Regions from separate parts of the Mus musculus genome. Here all the other regions are linked to region 2. A link is a contact called in public Hi-C and HiCAR-type data. All regions are on one chromosome and are shown on one strand. The core of a region is the stretch at or near the end of the contact, and the rest is flanking DNA. Distances in the headings are between cores, read along the strand shown.

What was found. Hi-C and Micro-C count contacts between places; a contact is called where the count stands out from the background. HiCAR-type assays count read pairs that join an accessible place to other places.
Region 1: a HiCAR-type map of Th17 cells shows a contact between it and region 2, with 4 times the contacts expected there. The contact joins two enhancer-like sites. A contact is called at or near these places in 1 of 15 datasets of contacts at CTCF or cohesin (pro-B cells), 3 of 484 Hi-C or Micro-C datasets (B cells, bone marrow-derived macrophages and nephron progenitors), 1 of 115 datasets of contacts at active chromatin or transcription factors (Th17 cells) and 1 of 9 other capture datasets (adipose tissue).
Region 3: a Hi-C map of Th17 cells shows a contact between it and region 2, with 10 times the contacts expected there. The contact joins two enhancer-like sites. A contact is called at or near these places in 1 of 39 promoter capture datasets (hippocampal neurons), 4 of 15 datasets of contacts at CTCF or cohesin (CD8 T cells, the NIH/3T3 cell line, large pre-B cells and 1 more), 103 of 484 Hi-C or Micro-C datasets (3T3-L1-derived adipocytes, the 63-12 cell line, B cells and 64 more), 8 of 115 datasets of contacts at active chromatin or transcription factors (the 230-238 cell line, CD8 T cells, T-cell acute lymphoblastic leukemia and 5 more) and 1 of 9 other capture datasets (liver).

What each region holds. Positions count from the first base shown.
Region 1 is chr13:30,910,886-30,914,638 of GRCm38.p6, reverse strand. It overlaps Exoc2 (exocyst complex component 2), which reads left to right. Exons shown (of 28, transcript NM_025588.2): 7 at 3,389-3,469. Among named protein-coding and RNA genes, the nearest start is that of Hus1b, 35 kb to the left of the region's middle. Within about 2 kb of position 1,533, at least 66 of the 459 cell types and tissues checked have an H3K27ac peak or open chromatin away from gene starts, as enhancers often do. A contact at or near this core is called in Th17 cells, where this site is marked.
Region 2 is chr13:30,563,598-30,567,924 of GRCm38.p6, reverse strand. No RefSeq gene overlaps it. Among named protein-coding and RNA genes, the nearest start is that of Uqcrfs1, 20 kb to the right of the region's middle. Within about 2 kb of position 2,799, at least 14 of the 459 cell types and tissues checked have an H3K27ac peak or open chromatin away from gene starts, as enhancers often do. A contact at or near this core is called in Th17 cells, where this site is marked.
Region 3 is chr13:30,884,172-30,888,091 of GRCm38.p6, reverse strand. It overlaps Exoc2 (exocyst complex component 2), which reads left to right. Exons shown (of 28, transcript NM_025588.2): 12 at 1,778-1,903. Among named protein-coding and RNA genes, the nearest start is that of Hus1b, 62 kb to the left of the region's middle. Within about 2 kb of position 2,156, at least 2 of the 459 cell types and tissues checked have an H3K27ac peak or open chromatin away from gene starts, as enhancers often do. A contact at or near this core is called in Th17 cells, where this site is marked.

The DNA of each region.
Region 1 (3,753 bases), core at 284-2,783, 350 kb before region 2:
ATGATAGGTTACTTGCCCAATTTAAATGTGACATGATTTAAGCACTGTTAGCTTTCTGTTACCTTCTGTTACTATAAATATTTGTGATAATTGACTTACAAGAAAAAAGGTTTATTTTGGCTCTTGGTTTCAGGGATTTTGTTCTACGTTGCCTAGGTTTGGGGGTGGTTGTTGCTTTGGTTCTCTAATGAGGCATCTTGCCGTGGTGGAGTATATGGCAGAACACACTCAACAGAAAGCAAAAAGGAACCAGAGGCAGGGCCCAAAGCAGTAGTTTTCCCTTTAAGGGCATGCCCAAATGACCCACCTTCCAGTACCACCACATGTAATGCAGTGTCCTTGAGGACAGTCAGCACTGACTGACGTTTTCTATGATAGTTAATAGAAACCAGTTGCTTAATGGGCATTTTAATGAATTTGAATTAGCAAAATACATATTTCATCTCATCCATGTCTCGTTTATTAAGTATAACCTTCAGAGTCTGGGACATTAACATGACTAAGCTACAGCCTATCTATATAGACCTAGAACTAACCTTGGCCATGCTTTTAAGGGTAGCTGTAAGAAAAAAACAAATGATGAAGATAATGACTGCAGAATAGAGGCTGTAACATTTTTACTCTGTGGTTGTTTATGGAAATAGTCTCTGCTCTGGCTTTAATGTTCTGACTCATACAGGCTAGCAGGCAAGCACAGTGGTTAGAGCATATAGTATGACCTTGCATAGCAATGCATTTTTATAGATATTCTCTCTCTCTCTCTCTCTCTCTCTTTCTCTCTCTCTCTCTCTCTCTCTGTGCCTTATTTAACAGTGACATCTATGTAAGGGCATGCTTAGGCATTTTGAGTTTTTTGACTGAAGTTGCAGTTTCATATTTTGCTCAGTGTGTGTGTTTTACAGACAGTGAGGCAATGATGTAGTTCAAAAGAAATAGCAGACCCTTTCCTAGAACTTCAATTTTTCTTTAACTAGTGCTCTTATAATACCTTTTTGTTTCCTAACTTTAAGCTTATGATGTTCAACTAGCACACATATTTAAGTTTTTAATAGATTAGAAACAATAACAAACCTGTGATCATGTACCCAGTTGCTTATTGAGTTATTCTATTTAAAAATGTTTTCAGAGAAAATAAAAGGCCAAATGAACCAGACATTGGGTTATTTGGTTTAATTTTCTGGAAAATAGGATTGCTTTTATCAGATCCCAGTGTCTCTTAGACCTCATGCTTGGCTGACAGCTTGACAGTGGCTCTGCTGTGGTAGAGATGGGTTGGAGGAAGTTGCTCTGTCAGCAGAAAGGGCTGTAAACTGAGCTCAGAGAACCAGGTCACCCCGTCTTGACCTGCTGATCAGTGATGGCTTATGTCAGCATCAGAAAATGTGGCCACACAGTTTCCTGTATTGTTGGTTCTCACTTAGAGAATAACATTTGCAGTGAGGCTGTGGAGCATGTGCTGCCTGCCCGCTCAGGAGCTCAGGACAGTGAGCTGCACAGGGCCAGCCCTGCGTTTGCAACCAAGCTTGTCAGAGCATCGTTTCAGCAGTGCTACATGTGCTGTGGGCAGACTTGCTTCCCTAGAGCAGTCTGCCTAGTGTAGCTTTTAATGCTTAGACGCAGGAACATTCTCTTCCGTTTAACTTTACAAGTTGAATGCAAGTTTAAGCTTTGATGTGTGGGAATATGTTGGGTCATTTCTACTGTGTAATTTAAGTTTGAGCCAGTAAAGATTCACAGTTTCTTTACTCTGAATCAACAAAGACAATTTTTAAAAAGTAGTGACTGTTCCTCCCCCGTGCGTTTGTTTTTTCTTTTATGAATGTGTTGATTCAATTCAGTACAGGAACAGTTTGTGTGTTTTAGTATGTAAAACAAAATTGAGGTAACATTACAGGAAAATGTATTATAAAGAACAAAATTAGGATTAAAGGCTAATTATAATAACAGAAAAATAAACATTCTCTGGACTTGAGAACATATTCAAAAGTATTTGAACACTGAATTTAAATTTTAAAAACTTACTGAGTTAAAAAAAACAGTGCATCAAATTGAGTTATATAAGTCTTGTAAAAGAAATAGACACATCCACATTTACATGAAGTAGGCTTGTTTGTTTCTGAAGCATAAACTGGCACCTGTCTAGGTAACCAAGGGGAAGCTATAACAGATTCACCATGTGAATGTCAGTGAGTGCCTAATTAATATTCACAAGTGCTGTTTGGTTCACTGAAAGACCACAAAGTGGAACATCTTGCATTTGGGTTTTCACTTGAGCAAATTGTGTGAAAAAGTAGAAACCCAGGCTGCTTCTGCCACTGTTGTGAGGAGAAACTTCTTTTTTTACAAGTGAATACAGTTCCCTAAAGGCACAGTAAGTTTACAGCTCTCATTTTACAGACATGCAAACAGAAGCCTAGGTAGTGCCAGTTAGTTACTGATCTGTGCTGCGTGGGCAGCATGGACTGAGGCCTTAAAGACTGGAACCTGACTGCCCGAGCTCACATTCCAAATTTGGCTTGGTGACCTTCTGAGACATGTTTATTTGGGTGTTACCACGGTCTTCTTTCTCATCGGTCAGATATAAATACTGGGATGCACATCACTGTCAGTGGGTGACACACGCACCTCAGAAGTGCAGTCTTCATGCACAGTCACAATTCAATTAGGGTTTGCTCTGCTGGCTTCATTTTGTCACAGCTTTAAAATTTGAAATCATAGTCTTAATTCCTTACCAAAATAAGCCTGAGAGCTGTTTTAAACTTTCCCTCTTCATTCTCCAGTATTCTTTATTATTGAGTCAAGGAATGTAAACACCTACCCACCCCACCCCTGCCTACACACACACACACACACACACACACACACACACACACACACACACTTTCTCTGCACAGTGTTGGTACATTGATATGCGTTCTGAAATGTTTCCATGGAACCTCTAGGAAATTATTGTGAATATAAGAGAACTAATATGTATTCCCCATGTGATAGTCCAGGTCTGAAATTAAATTTTTTGAGGTTGGTAGAACCCAAATAGTAGTACTTTCTATCTTGCTGAGGTAGAAGAATGATTTCCTATGGCCACATGAAGATTGTGCTAAAGACCCACAAAGCCTGAAGCTCCGCTTTCGCTTTTCCTTTTCAAGTCTATATTGAAGACCAGATGAGTGTGTCTGTTGTATACTACTTGAATAATGTTAAGGTGTGAACAATGTAAATAGTATCATCTGTGTTTTCCCAGAATGTTGTATATATATGTTCCTCTTGAATGGTGAAAATAATAGGACAATTTCTAAAATTGTTTTTCAATGGCTTTAAAAAGGCTTTTTTATCTTTCTGTCCATTAAAGTGGCCCACGTTGAAACTAGGTTTGTTTGCTTTTTCCTAGCTATCCATCAAAAACTAGAAGCAGATGGAACTGAAAAAGTAGAAGGATCCATGACACAGAAATTGGAGAATGTCCTCAATAGTAAGTTTGTCTACTACTGACGACTGTTGATGGCCTTTAGAACAAGGTGCAGTGCAGGTCTGCGGGATTTCCCAGGGCAAGGGCTTGGTAACGACTTACAAAACCTCAAGGACAATAGAATGGAATGAATCTGTTTGCATTTTACTTAGTTACATTTCTCAAGAACTGTAATTTGCTACCTGGAAACAAACAGGCACTGAGACAGCAGCCAGGGCTACTACTGAGTAGACACTGGCATCTCCATTGTCAGACCTGCCAGCACGTAGGGCAGAGCCTCAGCTCCT
Region 2 (4,327 bases), core at 1,550-4,049:
GTCAGCGCCATCTTGTAATGGCAAATGTGAGGGCGGCTCCCAACAAGAGAGTAACAGGCTCTTGCTTTCAAGTCCAGTGACCTAAACTTGATCTCTGGATTGAGGGAAGGAGAGAACTGATCCCTGCAAGCTGTCCTATGCCCTTTGTGCATGCGCTATGGTGCGCTACCCCAGTAAATAAACAAAGGGAAAACACAAATGACTGCCAAAAGGAGTTAGTGGAGCTGTTTGTAACGACAGCCCTTGCCACAGGGGCAGGCTAGACAGCTCAGCTCCATGATAGTTGATTTTAGACCCAGCCCCTGAACTTGAAGAGCGAGAGGTCTTCCTCATCTTTTCTCTTTTACTCTCTCAAGCTCTGAGACAATCAACCACATCTCACATTCGGGTCATCAGAGGTATGGCTCATGAAGGACTTTCTGTGATACGTTCATATTTTTAGTCATCTGAAGAGTCACACTTCCATTGGCCTGGTAACTAGCCTGAAATGGAAGGTGAGGGCTGTTCTGGTGGCTTCATTTTCCAGTGTCATTGTCACAGAGTTTCTCCATTTCAAACTACCTTTCTCTGAACCACATCAAGGGAAAGACAAAAAGAACTGGGTTTGGAAGTACCAAGAACTCCAAGGCAGGCCTCAACCAGAATTCAAATGTGAATAGCACTTTGCCTAAAGGGGCCTACTGATCGGTTTTGAAAGGGCGGAAAGTATTGCCTAAAATTAAGAGCTACCAGTGGATACATATTCCATTTCTACATTAAACATGGGGAAATAAGCTACTTGGAAAGAAAGAAAATCTTATTTTTAGGATTATTTACAATTTACATCAATGATTTAGGAAGTTGGCCACAACTCTGATCCAGAAGAGAACATGAGACCATGGCAGGACACATGCAGAAGTCGCTGTGCATGGTCGGGGCCTCTTCCACAGTCCTCTGGCTCCCTCCAGAGGATATGTCGCTCCTGGATTAGTGAAGAAGACAACGCTACAGTTGCACACAAGTGGTCTGACTGGCCTATCTTTGTCACCGGCCCAGAGCTTCGAGGAAGAGCCACCAAGTCTCTTGGGATGAAAGTCTCAGGTCCGACCACTGGAGAGGCTTCTTGGATGTCCCGGTGTGGTTTGTCACCCTTCTGTGTGTGGAGATGGATTGGAGGGTTTGGGTACATGTAGTAAATGTTTAACAAATACATGTTTGATGACTTAACAATAAATACAATGCTAGCAAATTCAGGCTTCTGTATAACCATGGAACAAAAGACCAACACTTGCAAGGTTGTTTTTCTCCAGCTCGGCTTTTGTTTCTAAAAGGACAGGGGTGAGCATTAGCTTCTGATAGATGTGACTTAAGAGAGTTGAGACATGGGCCCCAGCAGCAGCACAGCCCATGGGCAGCAACAGGGCTTTAGGTAGCAGCACAGCCCATGAATCCACAAGGCCTTTGATGGTAACTTGGGCCTCGAACATCAACACCAACCCTGACTGCAGCAGGGCCTTGGACCTAGGCATGGCCCTTGGTGGCAGCATGGACCCAAACATCAGCATGGCCTTGGGTGACAGTCCAGGCCACTCATATCTGTATGGCTCCAGGGACAGCACAACCCACGGATGTCAGCATGGCCTTAGACTACAGCACAGACCATGGGCATCTGCATGACCCTTGGTGGTAGCACGTGCCACAGACATCAACACATCCACTGGCAGGCACACTCTTCTGCCATGTGCCCATCTGTGGCCTGCACTGCCACCAGAGGCTGTGTTGATGTCGATGGTCTGGGCTGCCTTCAAGGGCCTTGTTCTACTTGTCTGGGCCCCTACTGCAGGAGGGGACCATGCTCGTAGTCAGTATGGTCTCCAGAAACAGTGTGAAGGCACATGGTCTGTGCTTGCACTGACGGCAAAGATCAAGGAGATTACTTTGGTTGTCGTATCAATAACTGCAGACACATAGTTGAGGGGGAGGAGTGTGGAAAACTTCAGTGACACCCCTTATCCCTCACAACCCCCTCTCTCCCCAAAAGTAACAGCCTAGACTAGAAGCCACTGAAGAGAACACCTCAAGAGTATGATAAGGATGCTGATGTAGCTCTCCACGATTGATGGCTTCTGGTGGAAGTGCGGCAGGGGAAGGACTCAGTTCTGTTTAAGGGCAGGTTAGGGAGAGTTTGGCCAAGCTCCAGTGAGTACATGCAGATAGCACACATTAGATGTTTTACTCTTTTTTTATCTTTAAAATATTTTTAGGGGAGAGGTCACAACTGGGAAGGCAAACACAGGGCTGGGGAGTGAATATGATTGGGGAGCATGGTGTGAAACTTCCAGAGAATTAATAAAAATTCTACTTTGAAAAAAAAAGACAAGACAAGACAAGAAAGAAAAAGAAAAGAAAAGAAGAGAAGAGAAAAGAAGAGAAAAGAAAAGGGCTGAGGCATGAGTTCCCCTGGGAGAAGGGAATTATTAAGAAACGACAACCATTTAGCTTCTGTGATAAAGAGATAAGCATTCTTAGTCACAGATCAGCACAGGGTCTTGAGAGGATAAAACACAGGGCAAAAAGGTCCTGGTGTATGACTTATTGGGAAGCCCAGGAGAGGCTCAGGGTAGGCACTCAGGGATATAGAAGGGGTCTCCAAAACAGTCACAGATGTGTGCTAGGGGGACACAGTGAGGAGATGGGGATTTCAGAGGCTTCTGGTTCCCATCGTCCCTCTGATGAAAATGTTCCTAGAAAGGAAGTGACTGACTCTGAGTCACACAGTGCTAGGACTAGAACCCAGCAGTCTGCCCTTTGCTTCAGAACCTCTGTCTCTGAATCACGTCTTAAGGCTGAGGGCACTAGTGGAGACCTCTTAGGCTGTAAGAACCAGCTCTCTACAACTAGTTCATTGGAAATTGTGGGCTACTGGAAAGTGACATTAGTATTGGCTACTGGGCAGGGGACATTGTCGAGAGTTACCAGAAACCCAAGATGGAAGAGTTACATAGCTCTTCAGACCACAGGAACATCTCACGGTGCATCTTTGGGCACACTGTGATTATTGGATGTAGGTTTTGTCCTGGAGTCCCAGTAACGTTCATAAGCTAGCTAGGCATGGATCTCAGCTCTGCCCCTGGCTACCCCGACAGTTTCTACACAATGGCTTTCTCTCCTTCGATTCATTTTCCTCTTTGAGATGGTACATTCTAGTAGTATGTGCTGTGATCTGGAGTTTGACTGCTCTTTCTTACTCCAACATTGCCAAACAGGAGCAGGGAGATTGGGAGCATATTTACCTCTTTGTGCTTCACTTTAATCAGCCATAAAATGAGGACAATTGTATTACCTATGTACAAAGCTGCTATGGTAGTGAACAAGTTTGCTTGCATAAGGAGCCTGCAAGAGGGTCTGGAACAATCTTCAATAAAGCACAGCTGTTACTTGTGTTCACTGATGGCCAGACATAGGGGTGACAACATGGTCTTAGATGACCGAGTTTTGTTGAGCAACGGATATATGTGCAAGTACTTTGAGACTTGGAACATGGAGGGCCAACCATTTAAATGCGATAACTTTAGAAACCAATCATAAAGAGGCCTGTTCTGCAGGTACTCAATACATTGTTATGGATTTGATGGCTGCTATTTTAACCAAAAGGATATTTCATTGCAAAAGGCCAGTTCATCCTTCAAACTGCATGTTTGAAGAGCTTTAGGCTTAGATACCGCTGGTTTCCCCGTCTTTTTACTGAGGGACATCCACCAGTTTGTCCAGCACAGGCTCTCTGTAGAACTGGAAATAGAGATATACTACACAAACATCATCCATATTGCCTCTCTCTGTAGTCTGGGGAACGAAATACAAAATAAATTCAAATTGGTTTCTACAGTAAGATTAAAGACTGGTCGATATTTGACTTTACTCTGTGTACAAGCTACCAAGCCAGCTTGCTACTGCTTTGTGGATAGAAACAAAGAGCATTGTTAGGTGTAGCACAGAAACAATCACTCAGCAGCAGGTTTGTTCCCCTTGTCCCACTTCCCACAGGTAAGCAGTATGCTCGGATTGATGCTGGGCATGCAAAAGAATGTAGAACACAGGGGGATTCACCAACCAGTCAAGTGTTCTTTGACTGGGGGCCTCAGGCAAACCCCTCAGGGTTACAAACACAATTATCCCTCAGAAATGGACTAACATAATAATGTCCCAGCAGACACTTTTGTTACACCAAAGACTTTTTGTTGTTAATATTTACATTTTTTTTAAGAAGAACCAAGCCATCCCTACACATAGATATTGGTGGTGGGCAGGACAGACCACATTTGCCATCTTTGCTTTTAGATATGACCTC
Region 3 (3,920 bases), core at 907-3,406, 320 kb before region 2:
CCTTAGTAACAGTGAAGACCGTATAAACTACAGTGTGTAAAATGTCATAAATGGTGAAAATTTCCACACATTTTCCATTTACTACGGAAAGAAATCAATTTCAGATAGCTTTATCCTGTCTGTCTGAATTCCTTTTGCCGCCAGTGTTACAGAAGCTGTGCAGAGGAAGATGTCAGGGAAGAGGCTTTACGCCTGCTCAGTTGGATTTAAAGTTAGTCATGGTGGTAAAGTCCAGGCAGCAGTTTCCACCCACAGTCAGGATGTGGAGAGCAAGGAGGCCTTGTGTTTGGCTAGCATGCTCCTTTCTGTGCAAGCTAGGACCCAGTATCAGAGAACAGTACTGCCTACGTTAGCATGTGCCTTCCCACCTCACCCAGCCAACATAACCCCTCTCAGTGTGGAGGGGACTTGCGGGTCCATTAGTGTCAACTCTCGGACTTACTGTTTGCAGTCTTCAGCTTTGCGTCCTGTACCACTCATTGACTTTACCTTCTGGATTGTAGAAGGCTTATGTGTAATATGTTTTAAAGTGGGATAGTTTAGCAGCAGTTAGCATAGTCATCAGAACAGGGTCCACAAATAATTGTACTCCACTGAGGGAGGGAAAGCAAGCTATCCAAGTGACAAAACTTTCATTCTGTAAAACCCACTGTAGAATGTAGCCAGTACTAGATCATGTTTGGTGATGCACAGTGACAGGAACTCATGAAAAAAGGTCCTGTTCCTTCTCACTGTATTCTCTGAGTAGCAACTTCAGTTATATTGAACTGTTTATTGACTTATTTTCTGCCCCAAGTCAGCCAGAATCTAAAGTCCTCCAGAACAATGCACATACGATTGCTCAGTGAATGCTGGTTAGATGGTATTGAATAGCTGTCATCTGTGTTGCCATAGAAATATCACCTTATTCTCATCAAATTATTATTTTAATTTATAAATGGCACTTTTCCTTAGAACTTGAAAATATCCATATGCTTTTAAAATTGAATTATAAACAGTTTTTTAGTAACTAACTTGAAATCAGTCACTCATATCTTGAGGGAGTAGCCTGTGGAAGGCCCGGACGTGGGGAAGAGAGGAAGCACTCAGTTCTTTTCCCCGAGGAGACAGGGAGCTGCCTTGGAGGTGAGCAGCACAAGACGTTGACAGACAACGTGAAGTTGGCAGCATGAAGCACATCCCCAGGGATGGTGGAGGCAGCGCAGGAGGAAAGCAGTTTGAGTTAGGGCAGCACTGGCCAGGCAGTAGCTGTGGTGGTTGCATCTTTAGAGCTAGAAGTTTACATGGATGAAGAGGAGTGAGCATGTGTGAGCTGTGGCCTTTATGTGTGCAGAGGGACGAGAAGCACGGCCTGGAAGACTGTGCGTTTCTAGCTAAGCATGGCTCTTGTTTTGTAGCCATTGAGTTCTTAATGTCTGCTTTTGCAGTGTCGCCATGCCTGATTTTGCTGCATGCTTTCTCAAACTACACATTAATTCCACCATGCTGTCTCTTAGAACTTGGTATTAAGCCAGAATGGTAGGTCGAGTTATCCACATGTAATATAATGAAACTGACTTTATAAACCTATTTAGGGCTACAAGTAGCTTGGTGGCAGAACTTTTACATGCGTGCCTGGACTTAATCCTCAGCACCACAAGAAATAGAAGAACAAAAGCTATTTGTGGAAATTTTTACTTTCGTTCTTTACTTAAAAGAGTGAAATGGTTGAGCAAGGAAGAGCTGTAAAGAAGCACTAGTCTGGATTAAACCACACAGAATACCATCTCTCCTCCAGGTCACCCAGGCCCGCACAGCCCCATGCTCGACCTAGACAACGATGTGCGCCCCTCGGTGTTGGGCCACCTCAGTCAGACAGCGTCACTGAAGAGGGGGAGCAGCTTTCAGTCTGGCCGAGATGACAGTAAGTTATCACCCCTACTTCCATGTGTTTCCTCAGACTTATATACTTTGAAGGGATTTAGTGAAAAGGCTCCGTTTCATACTCTAGGAAATTGACAGGTAGTAAAAAGATGAAAGAGAATACGATGCTCTCATGTTCCCCCATGCTTCGTGGAGTAAGCCCTGGAACCACACCACTTTGCACAGGCCTGGATGACCAAGCAACAGTGTGTTAAGTACTGAGGGCCTGGATGACTGAGCAACAGTAAGTACTTGTGGCACATCTAGCACTACAGTGTCTGTCTGACAGCACTGCCCAGAGCCATGTCAGTCTTCTCCATTGCTGTGAACCAGGACAAAGTTATTGTCCTAGTTACCCACCAATCTGCCCTAAAATATCTGCTGAACTCAGCTTTTGGAGTCAGTTTGCTATTTTTTAAAAAATAACTTTTCAGTAGTTTTCTCATAAAATGGTTTCAGCTTTAATACTTATTGGATTTAAGAAAGGACCTAAATTTACCTTTTGCTCCTGTTGTGGTTTTTCAAATAATGTTTTGTTTTTTAGTCAGCAAGAAGTCATGATCAGCTGCTTTGAGACTAGTGTGTGGTGAGTGTGTGAATCAGAGAGATTCCTATATGCATGGGTAGAGTGCACAGTGAGATGTTCAGAGCTCTGTCAGCTTCACAGGGGTGTGCTTCTGTCCATGCTGCTTTCCTGGATTTCCCAGCAAGGAAGGCAGGTGCTCCGGGTGAGTGTTCCACAGTAGCCATGCAGAGCAGTGGCAGTGCTCCAGTGAGTGTTCCACAGTAGCAGTGCAGAGTAGTGGCAGTGCTCCAGTGAGTGTTCCACAGTAGCCATGCAGAGCAATGGCAGTGCTCCTGGTGAGTGTTCCACAGTAGCAATGAAGAGTAGTAGCAGTACAGAGTAGTGGCAGTGCTCCCGGGTGAGTGTTCCACAGTAGCCATGCAGAGTAGTGGCAGTGCTCCGAACAAGTGTTCCACAGTAGCCTTGCATAGTGGCAGCAGTGGTCAGAGAGCTGAGGGATGGAGTAATGGTACTTTGAAATACTCCTCTTGAGACAGTGCCTTGTGACTGCTACAGTCAGGCAACTCTTCTAGTGCTTTAGTGTAAAGAGCTTAACTTGGGAGCTGGAGAGAGTGCACAATAGTTAACAGCCCTTGGTGCTCTTGCAGAAGGCATGTGTGTGGTTCCCAGAGCCCAGGTTCACATATGTATGGAACTCCACTTCTAGGGGATCCAATGCCCTTGTCTCCTTTCCATTAGCATAAGGCTGGCTGGGGCATGTGTGTTCCAGGCAGCATGGTGTTTGCCATTAGCACAAAGTAGTTAGAGGTAATCAGTTACTTTTAGGGAAAATAGCCCTGTTGTCCAATGAAATGCTTCTTGGTAGACTTACCTTATGTTGAATTTGTCTGTTCTAGAAACTGAAGGCAGAGCTTGCTCAGTTAGTCAGCAGTCCACATAGATAAGGTCAGAGGTGATTGATAAGCACACAGACAATCTTCACCAGGGAACAAATAAAAGTTTACAACACCCTTAGATATAAAGGACCATATTGGGAACAAAATTTAAAAAGGGGGGCTGGGGCCCTGGGGCAGAACAAAAGGAAAAAGATGCCCACGCCCCACCTGTTTCCCTATCCTCTGGTCAGTCAGATGTGGGAAAGCTTCTTTCTACCCTATCCACTCATCCCTGGGTGGGCATTCCTCTATCCCACTCTTCAGGGGGTGGTCAAGGGGCAGCCCTGCCTGACCCCCACCCCTGGAGCTACTTTGCTAAACCAGGGTTGTGGGAGAGAGGGAAGAGGGAAGAAGTTCCCAACACTGACCAGAGTGCACAGCGGAACTTGAAGGTGCAGAGCAGAGACTCTATGGTTTTAGAGCTTTATTATAGAAATGCAGGGGAAAGAGAGAAGGTAGAAAGGACGGAGAGAGAGGGGGGGGGGAAGAAGAAGACAAAGAGGGAAGAAGAGAGAGAAGTGAGAGAAAAGAAGGGTGAAAGGACAAAGGAATAAGAG